Linked DNA regions of Mus musculus: regions 1 and 2 are each linked to region 3. The links are chromatin contacts, called in public Hi-C and HiChIP or PLAC-seq maps. All regions are on one chromosome and are shown on one strand. Each heading gives the region's core, a stretch centred on a gene start, on an enhancer-like site or on the middle of the called end of the contact. The rest is flanking DNA. Distances are from core to core; before and after follow the strand shown.

Region 1 (3,946 bases), core at 1,028-3,527, 49 kb after region 3:
AAAGTGTCCTGGAGCTGTGACGAAAGGATGGACCATCTAGTGATTGCCACATGCAGGGATCCATCCCATAATCAGCTTCCAAACGCTGACACCACTGCATACACTAGCAAGATTTTGCTGAAAGGACCCAGATATAGCTGTCTCTTGTGAGACTATGCCGGGGCCTAGCAAACACAGAAGTGGATGATCACAGTCAGCTATTGGATGGGTCACACGGCCCCCCAATAGAGGAGCTAGAGAAAGTACCCAATGAGCTAAAGGGATCTGCAACCCTATAGGTGGAACAACATTATGAACTAACCAGTACCCCAGAGTTCTTGACTCTAGCTGCATATGTATCAAAAGATGGCCTAGTCGGCCATCACTGCAAAGAGAGGCCCATTGGACTTGAAAACTTTATATGCCCCAGTACAGGGGAACCCAGGGCCAAAAGGGGGGAGTGGGTGGGTAGGGGATTGGGGGGGTGGGTACGGGGGACTTTTGGGTTAGCATTGAAAATGTAAACGAGGAAAATACCTAATAATAAAAAAAAAAGAAAGTGTCCAAGCAGGGCTAGCCTGCTCTTTCCATAGAAAGTGTCCAAGCAAGGCTAGCCTGCTCTTTCCATAGAAAGTGTCCAAGCAAGGCTAGCCTGCTCTTTCCATAGAAAGTGTCCAAGCAAGGCTAGCCTGCTCTTTCCATGAAAGAGGGAGGGTTTGGGGAGCACTGAGATTTTCAAGGAAAAATTATTTAGGCTGGACTTCCCCGAATGTTTGTCTCTTCCAAGAAGTGTCTAGAGATTTTCTATATGATTTGTTTGTTTATTTGTTTGTTTGTTTGTTTTTCAAAACAGGGTTTCTCTGTGTAGCCCTAACTGTCCAAGAACTTACTCTGTAAACCAGGCTGGCCTTGAACTCACAAAGATCTGCCTACTCCTGCCTCCTGAGTATTGGGATTAAAGGCCTATGCTACCACTGTACTGCTCAGTATGATTTTAATATTGTTGTCATCAAAAGTTGCTACCACATCAAGGACCAGTAAAAATGTTAGGCAAAATAAAAGAAGCCAGTGGCAAAGACTACATGTCATCTGACTCCGTTTATTCAAAGCCCTGGTACACCCAGAGAAAATACATTGACTGTTGCCTGGAGTTGAAAAGGGATGGAGACAGCTGCTAATTGGTGCAGGATATTTGGGGAGGATGTAAAAATGTTTAAACATGGTGTGACCATTGCACAACCTAGGGAAGATGATAAAACCCATTGAATTGTACACTTGAAATGGGTGAGTTGTACAGTAGATTTATATCTCAATAAGACACACAGACTGACTCTGTGTAAGTGGGAATGGGGAGAAAGAAATGAGCAGTTAGCGAAAAGGATGATAAAAACCAGAGGGAAAAGGCTGCTTTTGAGAGAGAGTGGAAGAAAAGCTCTGGCCAAGCATTAAAACTTTTGACTCAAGTCCTATGGAGTGGACTAAAGCGTGTTCTAGAAACTGCGGGAGCCCGCGGGGCAGGGCTGAGGAGGTCTGACAGGAGGGGAATACAGCAAACACTCAAACACACCAAAGGGAAGAGTCGGAACACCAGGAAGCAGGGCAGAAGCCACGGAGGTGGGGACTGACAACGCCATAGGAAAATCTTTCTAAAATAAAGGTTAAATGGGACAGAGAGCCCCACTTTTCTCCCAGCCTCTTCATTTCCTTAACATGCCCTCCTGTGGTGTCCTACCTATCCTGTGCCCTGCCCTGTTCTCCCTCAGTTCCCTCTTCCAAGTCCCCCCCACACACACACACACATCGCGGCTACCCCCTCCTCCACCCCCATCCCTCCCACACCACCCCCACTTCCACCACCACCACACCTCCCATCCCCCCCAATTATTCCCGGAAGTCCAAACAGGATCCTCTGTCTACCAAAGTGTTCTTTCTTCTGGCTTTGATGGTTACAGCCACAGGAATACACACACAAGGAGGCGTGCTGTGCAGGGTTTCCATCAACATCCAGCTCCTGGGCAGGCTTGTCTGAGGCCCCCACAGATCTTCATGTTAAAGCCATCGTTCCTAGACAGAACCAGGAAGAAGCTAGATTCACCACGCACAAGGGGAAAGGCTCCTTCTGGAAGTCTGCTAGGCAGCTTGCAAGAACACTTGCTCGGAGCTGGCACACTTAACTTCCTCCCTGCTGGGGCCACAGCCAGTGAGACAGGGATTGTTTTTAAGGCTAGGCTATGTGGCCTGGGGCAAACCCTTTAAACTCACTTCCCCCTTCTGTTTTTCTTCCAGGTTGCCCACGGTCACCGGTCACCGCGTCATTGCGATTCCTATCACAGAGTTCTTAATTTTGAGCAGACACACCACAGTCTGACGTTTTTTTTCCCAGCGGCTGAGAGTCACAAAATGAGGCCCTGGGTCAGACCAGGACTCCAGCCTATATTTCTGTCCCTAACTCAATTCTTTTCAAATACAGCCAAGGGTGACACTTTCTGATAATGTCTTTTAAGGGCAACAAGGAAGAGCACAAGGCTACAAATCTCTTATTTTTCTACTTGAACATTTTAAAAAAAAAAAAAAAGAAAATTAACAACAAAAAAGGAACTCACAATCATATAACTGTCTAAAAGAAAAGCCCGGGGCCAGAGAATGGCTCGGGTGCTTGTGGTGAAAACAGGAGGACTCAAGTTCAAATCCCCAACTCCCCATGTAAAGGCCAGGCATGGCTGAGTAAGCCTGTAACTCCAACCTTGTGGGGCAGAGACAAGCCAGTGTAGCCCAACTAGCCCATTTCAGTCTCAGGAAGAGAGTCTGCCTCAGAAAGCAATAGAAGAAGAAATCTTATTCCTCCTCTCTGGTTTCTGCACACGTGTGCACATGTAACACACACCACACATATACATAAAACCACACACATGAAAGAAAGAGAGGGGAGAGAGAAGGAAAAGAAAGATAAAAAAGAACAAAAGAACAAGGGAGAGAGAGGAAAGGATGGGAAAGGAAAGGGGGCAGGGCAGGAGGGAGGGCAGGAGGGCCTGGCAGAAAGCAAATGTGCCTTTGTCATATGTAGAATTTCAAGGGCCTGGGAGTGCCTAGGCAGGGGAACAAGTCTCTGCCCCAACTGTTCTTCCTGGTGTAGGATGACAAGTAGGCCTGTACTGTCCCAGTGCCAAGTCCAAGGTGACCTCACTCACATTCGCTCAGCTGTGAGCATGGGGATTCACTGGTTTTATAACTATGATTCTCATTTTTGGAACTACGTTTAAAATCATACCCTCTAAGGAATTGGGTAGGCAAACATTAGAAATTGTATTGCTGAAGAAAATTTAAAGTAAGTACTGATCCACCCCAGTTCCACCCACTTTCCACAAAATTCAAAAGATAAATCTAAGAAATTCCAAGAGATGCATAATTAGAATAATTTCTGATAGCAATTCACTGTCAGGTGCATCTATTTGGTATCTAATTGCTTATGGATGTAGGCTAATCACTATACAATGAGAGATCCATAGACCTATGTTATGCCTTCTCTCTCTCTGTCTCTCTCTCACACACACACACACTCTCTGTCTCTGTCTCTCTCTCTGTCTCTCTCTCTGTCTCTGTCTCTCTCTGTTTCTGTCTCTCTCTCTCTGTCTCTGTCTCTCTCTGTCTCTCTCTGTCTCTCTCTGTCTCTGTCTCTGTCTCTGTCTCTCTCTGTCTCTCTCTGTCTCTGTCTCTCTCTGTCTCTCTCTGTCTCTCTCTCTCTCTCTCCCTCTCTCTCTCTCTCTCTCTCTTGCTGCCATTAAAGGCCTTACCATGTAAGGTAGATGGCATTCGCCTGGCCAAACAGGTTCAGAAACAAAAGCAGCTATGGCAATTTAAACATCCCAATGACTAGACAATGGAACATTCAGCCAGACTGAGTCAGGACATACTTAGTGGTAGGAGCCAGGAGAGGTCAAGCCTGGCAGTGTGGCCACTGCCACTAAGT
Region 2 (3,930 bases), core at 1,179-3,678, 37 kb before region 3:
GCCCTACTGAGTCCAGCAACCTGTACAGCCTGGGCTCTTCACGGGACGTTAGGCCTCTTGTTCTACATGCAATTCCAACACTCAACTCTGTGCGCAGACTCACGACAGCAAGCATCTTCTCAGGCAGTGAAAGCCATGTGCGCTTCTTCTCTAGGCCTCTGCTGTCTCTACCCAATCTGCACCTAGTTCTCTCAGTCCACAGACAACTCTTCAGAGCACAGGAACTGGCTACACGAAGGTGTGTAGCCTTTACTTCTTCAGTCAGACTCCAAACCTCCCATTTCGGGTTTCTTGTGGAAATCAGCACACACGAGAACACGGAGAGAGAGGTCAGCAGGAAGCGGGGCCTGCCAGAGCCACTGCCCCAATAGACTGCTTCACTGACAGTCTGGTTTATGCATGTTTCAGAAAGACAAGGACCTTCACAAAAGTATTTAAAATTTTAAGGAGCATTCAAACATTCTTAAGAAATCCTTTACACTGATCTACGCCATACTTTTAAGACCCAGCATCCATAATTTGTTCATGTTTCTGGGAGCTGTCGAGATGAAACCAGCAGATGTACAGGTAACAGTCACGAGAAGCTCTCCGTGACTGCGTAGACGACCTTTATTAATCACTGCATTGGTGTCTGCCACGTGGGCGAGAGCCATGCTCCGGCAGCCCATTTGCAAAGGGTAACAAGTCACTTGAATGAAGATGCTTCAGCACATTTAAATGGCATTTAAATTATATTATGCTAGTGGTACAAACAAACAGTCATTCATAGCACCAATCTAAATAAAATAACTCACTGCAACCCAAATTACTCTCTGGAGAATGTTCATAACGTCTTCTGGGCACTGTGTTTCAGTCATAAAATAATGCTAAGAATTGAACACTCCCAGTACTTAGGCCACTGATTACATTTGCCAATTATCTGTTACTTGTATGTGTACTCATCACTGATCGTAAACTGAAGAGAAGTAAACACCAGGCAAGCTCAGGCATGGATCACTGCCTTCTCTTCAAATTTACTCTTGCCAAAACTCAGTCGCGGCTTAATAAAAAGCAGTACTTTAAAAAAGATACTATAAACATACATGCTATAAGGTAGTTATTGGACATGTGTTCAAAAAGCTACTCAAAATCATTCCGAATGGAGCTAATCTCTGCTCCTCAGTGCGCAACTATTTTCTACTCCGCCTGCCCTTACAAAACCCGAGAGCAGAGATACAGTCAGTGCCTCAGTGTCTCTAAGGCTCAAGGGTCTTCATGTGCAAACCACACATCCGGTGTGTGCTTGCAATCTTGCCGTAATCTACTCTCCCGCAACAGAATGTAAGGGAGTACACACACTGTGCCTGTTCATATACGTGAGCTCAAGGCAGCTATCAACACTGTTACATACACAGTGCTATACTAATAAGTTGACATGCCATGTCATACACCATAGGCAAACATCAGTCTACAAATCTGTTTTATGGGCTTCTTTCCCACGTGGATTCAATAACCAACAACCAAACCTCACTTGCTACATTAAGTGGCACACATTTCTGATATTGACTGTGTCTGTGTTCCATTCACAGGTAAATGTTTGACAACAATCAGCAAAAACACAGAAGATAATTTAAAGAAGTGAGATGCCAGGACCAGAATCCTGTATGAAAGCGCCATCCAGAAGGTGGTGAGGGTCATGGTATTGTCGGGAGGTGAATGGTAGTAATCAGAAATGATCTGGCTGGGCCCTCTCCACTGAGACACACGGACAGAAGCAGAGATCCGCTTAGAGCACATTTGGAGATGCCATCAGAGATGGTGGAATGGGTTTGGGTTCCTGTCACTTCAGAAAGTACTTGAACATATGTAACTTTTGATATCAATAGAAATACTGGTTACCTTTCAAACCCGAATGGTTCTTCTATTCAACAAGCACACACTGAACACTTCTATGTGCATAAGTAAAATGCACATTCTGAGGGGGTTTACACACTGTCTAAAGAGGAGAGGAGGGCTCCATGAGCATTAAATATCTTCAAGCAGAGGCAGCGATGAGCTAAAACCCATAACAGACTACATGTGGATGGTAGAAAGCCAGCAACAGCAAGGCGCAGGCTAACAAAGGCATGCTCTCTGTCCAGAAGTTGGGATGCACACAGGAAATGCTTAAAGCATGGACAGAAATAGTATTCTAAACTATGACAAATGTGAAAATAAAAACCACACTTAGCTTTTCTTTCATCTGAATGTCGATACATTTGCCTATTTAACATTTTTTTTACTGCATGCCAGGTGCTGCTCTAAGCACTTAACAAATATTGACTCACTTTCTCTAGAGTTAATAATCTTATAAGAACATCTGTCCCCTTTTCACCGTGAAGAAACTAGAGAGTACCCAGAACCTGAGTAGCCTGCCCAAGGGCACATGGCCTTGTAAGCACTAAGTCTGAAAGGCAAACCCAGACAGGCAGTGAAACCAGCGACTCTGCACTGTCAGCGGACTCCACTGTAGTTACTGACACGTGTGGAGTGCAATGTAACTGAGAGACTGACACACGTTTGTCTTAGTTAATTTTAATTATTCAAATAACCACATGCGGCTAGTGGCTGCCACATGGGGAACTCGCATGACTGCCCAGTGAATCATGCTGTTCGTCTAGCGAGAGGAAGTCTTTCAGGTCATCCCTCACACTCAATTGAAGCATGTAATCAATTCAAAGGTAGCCCTTGAAAAAGCAAAGAGTTCTAAGCCATGGCTCTCTACCATGGTCTACGCAATGGCACATGAGCCAATGAGCCAATAAAAGGCTCAGGACTCTGAGATAATATTTTTCTGAGAAAAAGAAAAGCTCATATGATCTGAACTAAATATATCTCCTGAATACAGCCTTGATAAAACTTTTTATCAATTAACTTTGCCTAAAAATACACACAATTCTGACTTCAAATGTTCTATTTCTAAATTTAAAAACAAATCGCTTTGCCTTGAGTTTTCAAAATACAAGTAAACGGGCACTATCTTAGGTAGTTAGGGTTTCTACTGCTGTGAACAGACACTGTGACCATAGCAACTCTTAAGAAAGGACAGCATTTAACTGAGCTGCCCTACAGGTTCATCGCGGTGGGAAGCATGGAGGTATGCTATGCTATGGAGCAGCACTGGAGAGGTAGCTGGAGTTCTACATCCCGATCAGCAGGCAGCAGGAAGAAGACAGATACTGTGCCTGCCTTGGGCATTTGAAACCCCAAAGTACACCCCCCAGTGACACACATCCTCCAACAAAGCCACACCTAATGGCACTCCATAACCATTCAGATATGAGTCTACAGGGCCATTCTTACTCAAATCACCACAGAGGCTGTCACAGAAATGTATCTAACCGCTGACCAGGAGACCCATCAGCCACCTAAGAGACCGGCATAACATACACAACGGTGAAGCAACAGTAACGAGCTCAACAAAACACTAAGGACAGGCCAGAGGTCATCCTTGCAGGGTATCAGCCTGACCCAGCCAGTCTTCCAGTATTACGTCCCACTCAGCGCTCACAACACTCTTGGAGTCAGTCCCCAGCGTCACCCTTACTGTTCAGAACCTGACGCACACAAATCCAGGTGCCCTGTCTGTCTAGAGATTGGGCTCCTATGAGGTCTTTCCTGTTGTAATCACTCGCATAACTGCAGCACTCAGCAGTGAACCATGAAATTCCCCAAAATGACTCAGATTTACACAAGAACCTAACTTTCTGAGACGACAAAGAAATATTTATTCACTTTATATACATATGAGTGTGTGTGCAAAAAGCAAACAGTCAAGTGAGCATTAGGGACTGCTAGTGTTGCCTAAAAGGTACTGCAAAAACAAAAAAAAAAAGCTATTTTCGGAAACAAAGTAGATTAAGAGGTGTATAAGCTCTGTACACTAAGAGCAATGTGAGATCTTGGAAAACA
Region 3 (3,853 bases), core at 708-3,207:
GCAGTAGTCTGATTTAAAAAGTGGCGAACAGCACTAGGGCTCAGGACCACACTCTAAAGTCAGACAAAGGATGTTTCTTCAATACCTTTGTGGGAGTGCCCTGATTCTTCAACTGAGGGCACCTGTCCTTGCAATTAGGGCTCTGTGTCGTCGTCGTCCCGACCCCCCCCCCCCGCACAAGTTAATTAATACTGTTATTAGTATAATTTCCTTTTCCATTTTGATTTACAGCATAATGGCCTGGAGAGAGTACAAACTAAGGAGTGAACGAGACAGCATGCTTACAATTTCACCTATAAAATTATGACAAACTAGGAAATATTTTGTTAATTGTGGGGTCTTGGTGAGAAAAGCAGTGAGTCATTGTTTAAATGCCAGTTTACTGATTATTAAGGTGAGTTAAAGAAAGGGGAAATAATTTAAAACTCTGCCCTAGTTCCCACCACCACCGAGAAAACTTCCAGAGATTCAGTATGGGAGGGAATTGGTCACGAGTCATCTCAATCAACCGTACCGCGAAACTTTTCTGAGCTATGAAACAACTTGTCTCATAGATCTAATTACATAGGAATGGAAGAAGGGAAGGAAGGAAGGAAGGAAGGAAGGAAGGAAGGAAGGAAGGAAAGAAGGAAGGAAGGATCCACGACTAAACTGTTCCAGCAAGAATACTTTGAACACTGTCCCTACAACTTTTTCCATTCGTGTCGCAGTACTGCCCCAATTCACCGAGCCTTTCCATAAGGCACAACGCATATTAGTCTCCTTAAAAAGCATCTGGGGTAGGAGGAATGAGTGAACAGAAGAATCTACTAACGCAGCTTTATTCGAAAATGCCGTGATGTTAGCTAACACCTTGTACGCTAATTTTAAAAATAAAATTCAAAATATCTGTGGATAGCTGGAGAAATGGCTGGGCGGTTAAGAGCACTGACTGCTCTTCCGGAGGTCCTGAGTTCAAATTCCAACAACCACATTGGTGGCTCACAACCATCCGTACAGCTACAGTGTACGCATATAGATAAAATAAATAAATCTTTAAAAAAAAAAAAAGTATCTGTCGATTATACGGAGTGTGCCTAAAGAAGAGCCCAGAGATCTCGATGCTCAACATATATGAACGTCCCACCATGGAGTAAGACTTCTCTCATTCTCTGCATTAAAACACCTGCGAGCCACCGTGCTCATCCCCTATAGAAACGCCGCGCTCCCGGAGCCCCAAACTAGCCAGCAAAACTTTGCCGGGGCGCACGGATTTCCAGCTCCCTCCCGCCCGCCCATCCTCCCCGGGGCTGCTCCAAAGTTCTTGCGGCATCCCAGGCAATCGTCTCAGCGAACGAAGTTTGCCTGGGTCCTGCCCACTCGCGCTCCCGCAGGACGCAACTGAAACTTGCAAGGGAGACACGTCTCCCCGGGGACCGAAACTTGCACGCGGGGTGGGGGAGGAAGGCGGCCGGAGCGTTCCGCCTCCCCGGGGGTCTGCACGCAGCGCCGAGCCCTCTCGGCCCCCCGCCCGGCCGCTCCCGCGCGCGCGCCCGCCCGCCTGTCAATCACACCGCAGACCACCACCCCCACGCGCGAGCAACACGGCGCGCGGGGTCCACGGGAGCCGGCTCGGGCCAGGCCGCGCCGCCGCAGCGTGCCCTCTGCCCGGGGCCGGGAATGGCGGCGACCGGCTGCCCGGAGCCAGTTCCGACCTGGCCCCCTCGCCTTTAGACCCCGCCAGCCCCTGTAGCAGCGGCTGAAGAGAAAAGGAAGTTACCTCCAAGCGGTCCCGGCGGCGGCGGCGGCGGCCAGTCGCGGGAGGCCGAGAGGTCCGGCGCGGCGGCGGCGGCGGCTACCGCAGTGCCCTCCGCCCCATTGTTTCCCTTCCAGGAGGCTCCCGGCAAAGCCGAGCCCGGGAACCAGGAAGTTCCCCGGCGCGACACCTCCAGCCGCCGCCGCTATGGAAACGGCCCCCGCCTTCCCCAGGGCGGCTCTCCCGGGACCCCGCCTCCGCGCCGCCGGCCCCGCCCGCCTCACCGGCCGCCAACAGTCGCCGTTGCGGCCGCGGCCGCCGCCATCTTGGCGCGGGCGGACAGCCCCTGCCTTCCCGGCGGCACGTGCGCTGTTCCCGCGCTCCCGCCGGGCGCGCGCTCGATGGGCTGCGGGCGGAGGCCGACGGCCCGAGCCCCTCTGCATGAAGAGGGGGTCCGCCGACCCGGCGGCGCCCAGCGATCGCTCCAGAGCTACTCACGGGCTGGGACCAGTGCTGTGTCTGACACCTGAGGGCAGCCGGCAGAGCACGGCGCCTTTCGCGGATGAGGCCCGTCCGCTCGCCAGCCTTCAGACGTTGCCTACTGCACTTGGGTTTTTCTTGGACTCGGTATCCTCACCCGTGAAGTGAGAGGGAAACTGTACCTGCTTCGTGGAGTTGTTCCCCGCGCAAACAAATGCTTGGTAGTGTGTGCACAGTGAATCTGTCAACAGAGTGGCTCTGTTACTGACACAAGGTCACACAGTCAATTTCCAGGCATTTATGCCAAGAGTTCAGATCAGCACAACTTTAAGTAGGCTACTGTGTGCAAGCCTTTTGCTGCCTAAACAGTGTTCATTCCCTGGCCCATCTTTCTTTAGGTCAGCTTTTTCTGTGTCAAGAGTTTTAATCCCCACGGTCTTCCATTAAGAACTGATGTAAAAAGGGGATGATGTAAACTTCCCAACACTGTAATTTGCTGACGGTTAAATGATTTATTCACTAGAAGCAGCAAAGGTTTGGGTGTGCGAGTAGCTAAAAGGCTTCTGTCCTTGTTTCCAGGAACTAGAATTACTATAGCTGGCAACTGTGCACTGCGTTTACTCTTTCCCAGGCTGGTGAAACCTGACACTCACTGCAAACTGTGTTCCTTGAGGAATTGAGGAGAGGCAGAGTCCTGGCCCTTCCTGGGCTTGCAGACTTTAACACCTGTGACTCCTTGGGTCTTAGATGGCCTCTGAGGCCACTTCTGACTCTCAAATGCTGATTAACCAGTGAAACCCAGGGCCTTTTGGACAGACAGACAGACAGGCGCGCGCGCATCCCTTCATTCAGGTCTCCATTTAAACCAGGTTTGGAAACACTACTTTGGGTTTTGTTTTGTTTATTGATTTGTTTATTCTGGTATGTACAAATGGCACAGTTGGTTTGGTGAAAATCAGGTCAAAAGTTGGATGGTCATGGGAATTTTTTCAACACTCAAATATAAGGAATAGAATTCCAAAATTAGCAAGTCACCAAAGAGCTCTCCATTTGTGACAATGCCTACAGCTTCCAAGTCTTTGATGACAACACATGCACATACGCATGTACTTACATTGTGCTTTGAAGATTGCAGAAGTCCTCCAAAAGACACTTACTGAATTAAAGTATAACGTTTGAGTTACCGTCTCTCCGGATACCTTGGGAACCCCACAGAGGCTCAAGAGAATTCATCCAGAAATTTTACCACAAATACAAAAATATCAATGAGTTGGAGGGGCAATGCTGGACACAGCTTGCTTCACAAACTGAAGGAGAAGTTTCAGATGTGTGTGTGAAGTTTATATTAGTGTAATACTATATTCTAGACTTAACTGTCAGCACTGTCGGCCCAACTTCAGACTTAGCAGTCTGTACTATTATTCAGAAATATATTCAAGAATGAGGGTAGCTGAATTTCACTGAAAACCTACACAAATAGGAACACTTGAGTCTTGGGGTAGTCGTTTAGCAACCGCTGTCCTAAAAAAAAAAATGCATATTTAAGTTATGTCCGCCTTGTGATCCTATTCCCTCTAACATACGATAGATATCATACATGTGATTCCCCCTTCAACTGGGGGGAAAGTTCACTGTCAA

What was found. Hi-C and Micro-C count contacts between places; a contact is called where the count stands out from the background. HiChIP or PLAC-seq counts read pairs in DNA pulled down with a chosen protein or histone mark.
Region 1: a Hi-C map of pre-megakaryocyte-erythroid progenitors shows a contact between it and region 3, with 2.6 times the contacts expected there. The contact joins the enhancer-like site here to the promoter of Usp6nl in region 3. A contact is called at or near these places in 12 of 39 promoter capture datasets (3T3-L1-derived adipocytes, the C10 cell line, the HPC-7 cell line and 8 more), 1 of 15 datasets of contacts at CTCF or cohesin (the G1E-ER4 cell line), 33 of 484 Hi-C or Micro-C datasets (B cells, the G1E-ER4 cell line, the HL-1 cell line and 20 more), 5 of 115 datasets of contacts at active chromatin or transcription factors (embryonic stem cells, microglia, pancreatic cancer cells and 1 more) and 2 of 9 other capture datasets (adipose tissue and liver).
Region 2: a contact with region 3 is called in a FOXA1 HiChIP or PLAC-seq map of pancreatic cancer cells. The contact joins the enhancer-like site here to the promoter of Usp6nl in region 3. A contact is called at or near these places in 3 of 39 promoter capture datasets (the C10 cell line and liver), 1 of 15 datasets of contacts at CTCF or cohesin (the G1E-ER4 cell line), 21 of 484 Hi-C or Micro-C datasets (B cells, the C2C12 cell line, CD4 T cells and 16 more), 12 of 115 datasets of contacts at active chromatin or transcription factors (CD8 T cells, the SCID.adh cell line, bone marrow-derived macrophages and 6 more) and 3 of 9 other capture datasets (adipose tissue, liver and pancreatic islet).

Annotation. Positions count from the first base shown.
Region 1 is chr2:6,271,857-6,275,802 of GRCm38.p6, reverse strand. The region is part of intron 3 of A230108P19Rik (RIKEN cDNA A230108P19 gene); the gene reads right to left. Among named protein-coding and RNA genes, the nearest start is that of Gm13383, 11 kb to the right of the region's middle. Within about 2 kb of position 2,277, at least 86 of the 459 cell types and tissues checked have an H3K27ac peak or open chromatin away from gene starts, as enhancers often do. A contact at or near this core is called in B cells, the G1E-ER4 cell line, the HPC-7 cell line and 16 more, where this site is marked.
Region 2 is chr2:6,358,434-6,362,363 of GRCm38.p6, reverse strand. All of the region lies in intron 2 of Usp6nl (USP6 N-terminal like), which reads right to left. Among named protein-coding and RNA genes, the nearest start is that of Usp6nl, 38 kb to the right of the region's middle. Within about 2 kb of position 2,428, at least 47 of the 459 cell types and tissues checked have an H3K27ac peak or open chromatin away from gene starts, as enhancers often do. A contact at or near this core is called in B cells, the C2C12 cell line, the G1E-ER4 cell line and 6 more, where this site is marked.
Region 3 is chr2:6,320,861-6,324,713 of GRCm38.p6, reverse strand. It overlaps Usp6nl (USP6 N-terminal like), which reads right to left and starts at 1,957. Exons shown (of 15, transcript NM_001080548.1): 1 at 1,760-1,957. It overlaps A230108P19Rik (RIKEN cDNA A230108P19 gene), which reads right to left. Exons shown (of 7, transcript NR_040333.1): 7 at 3,103-3,853.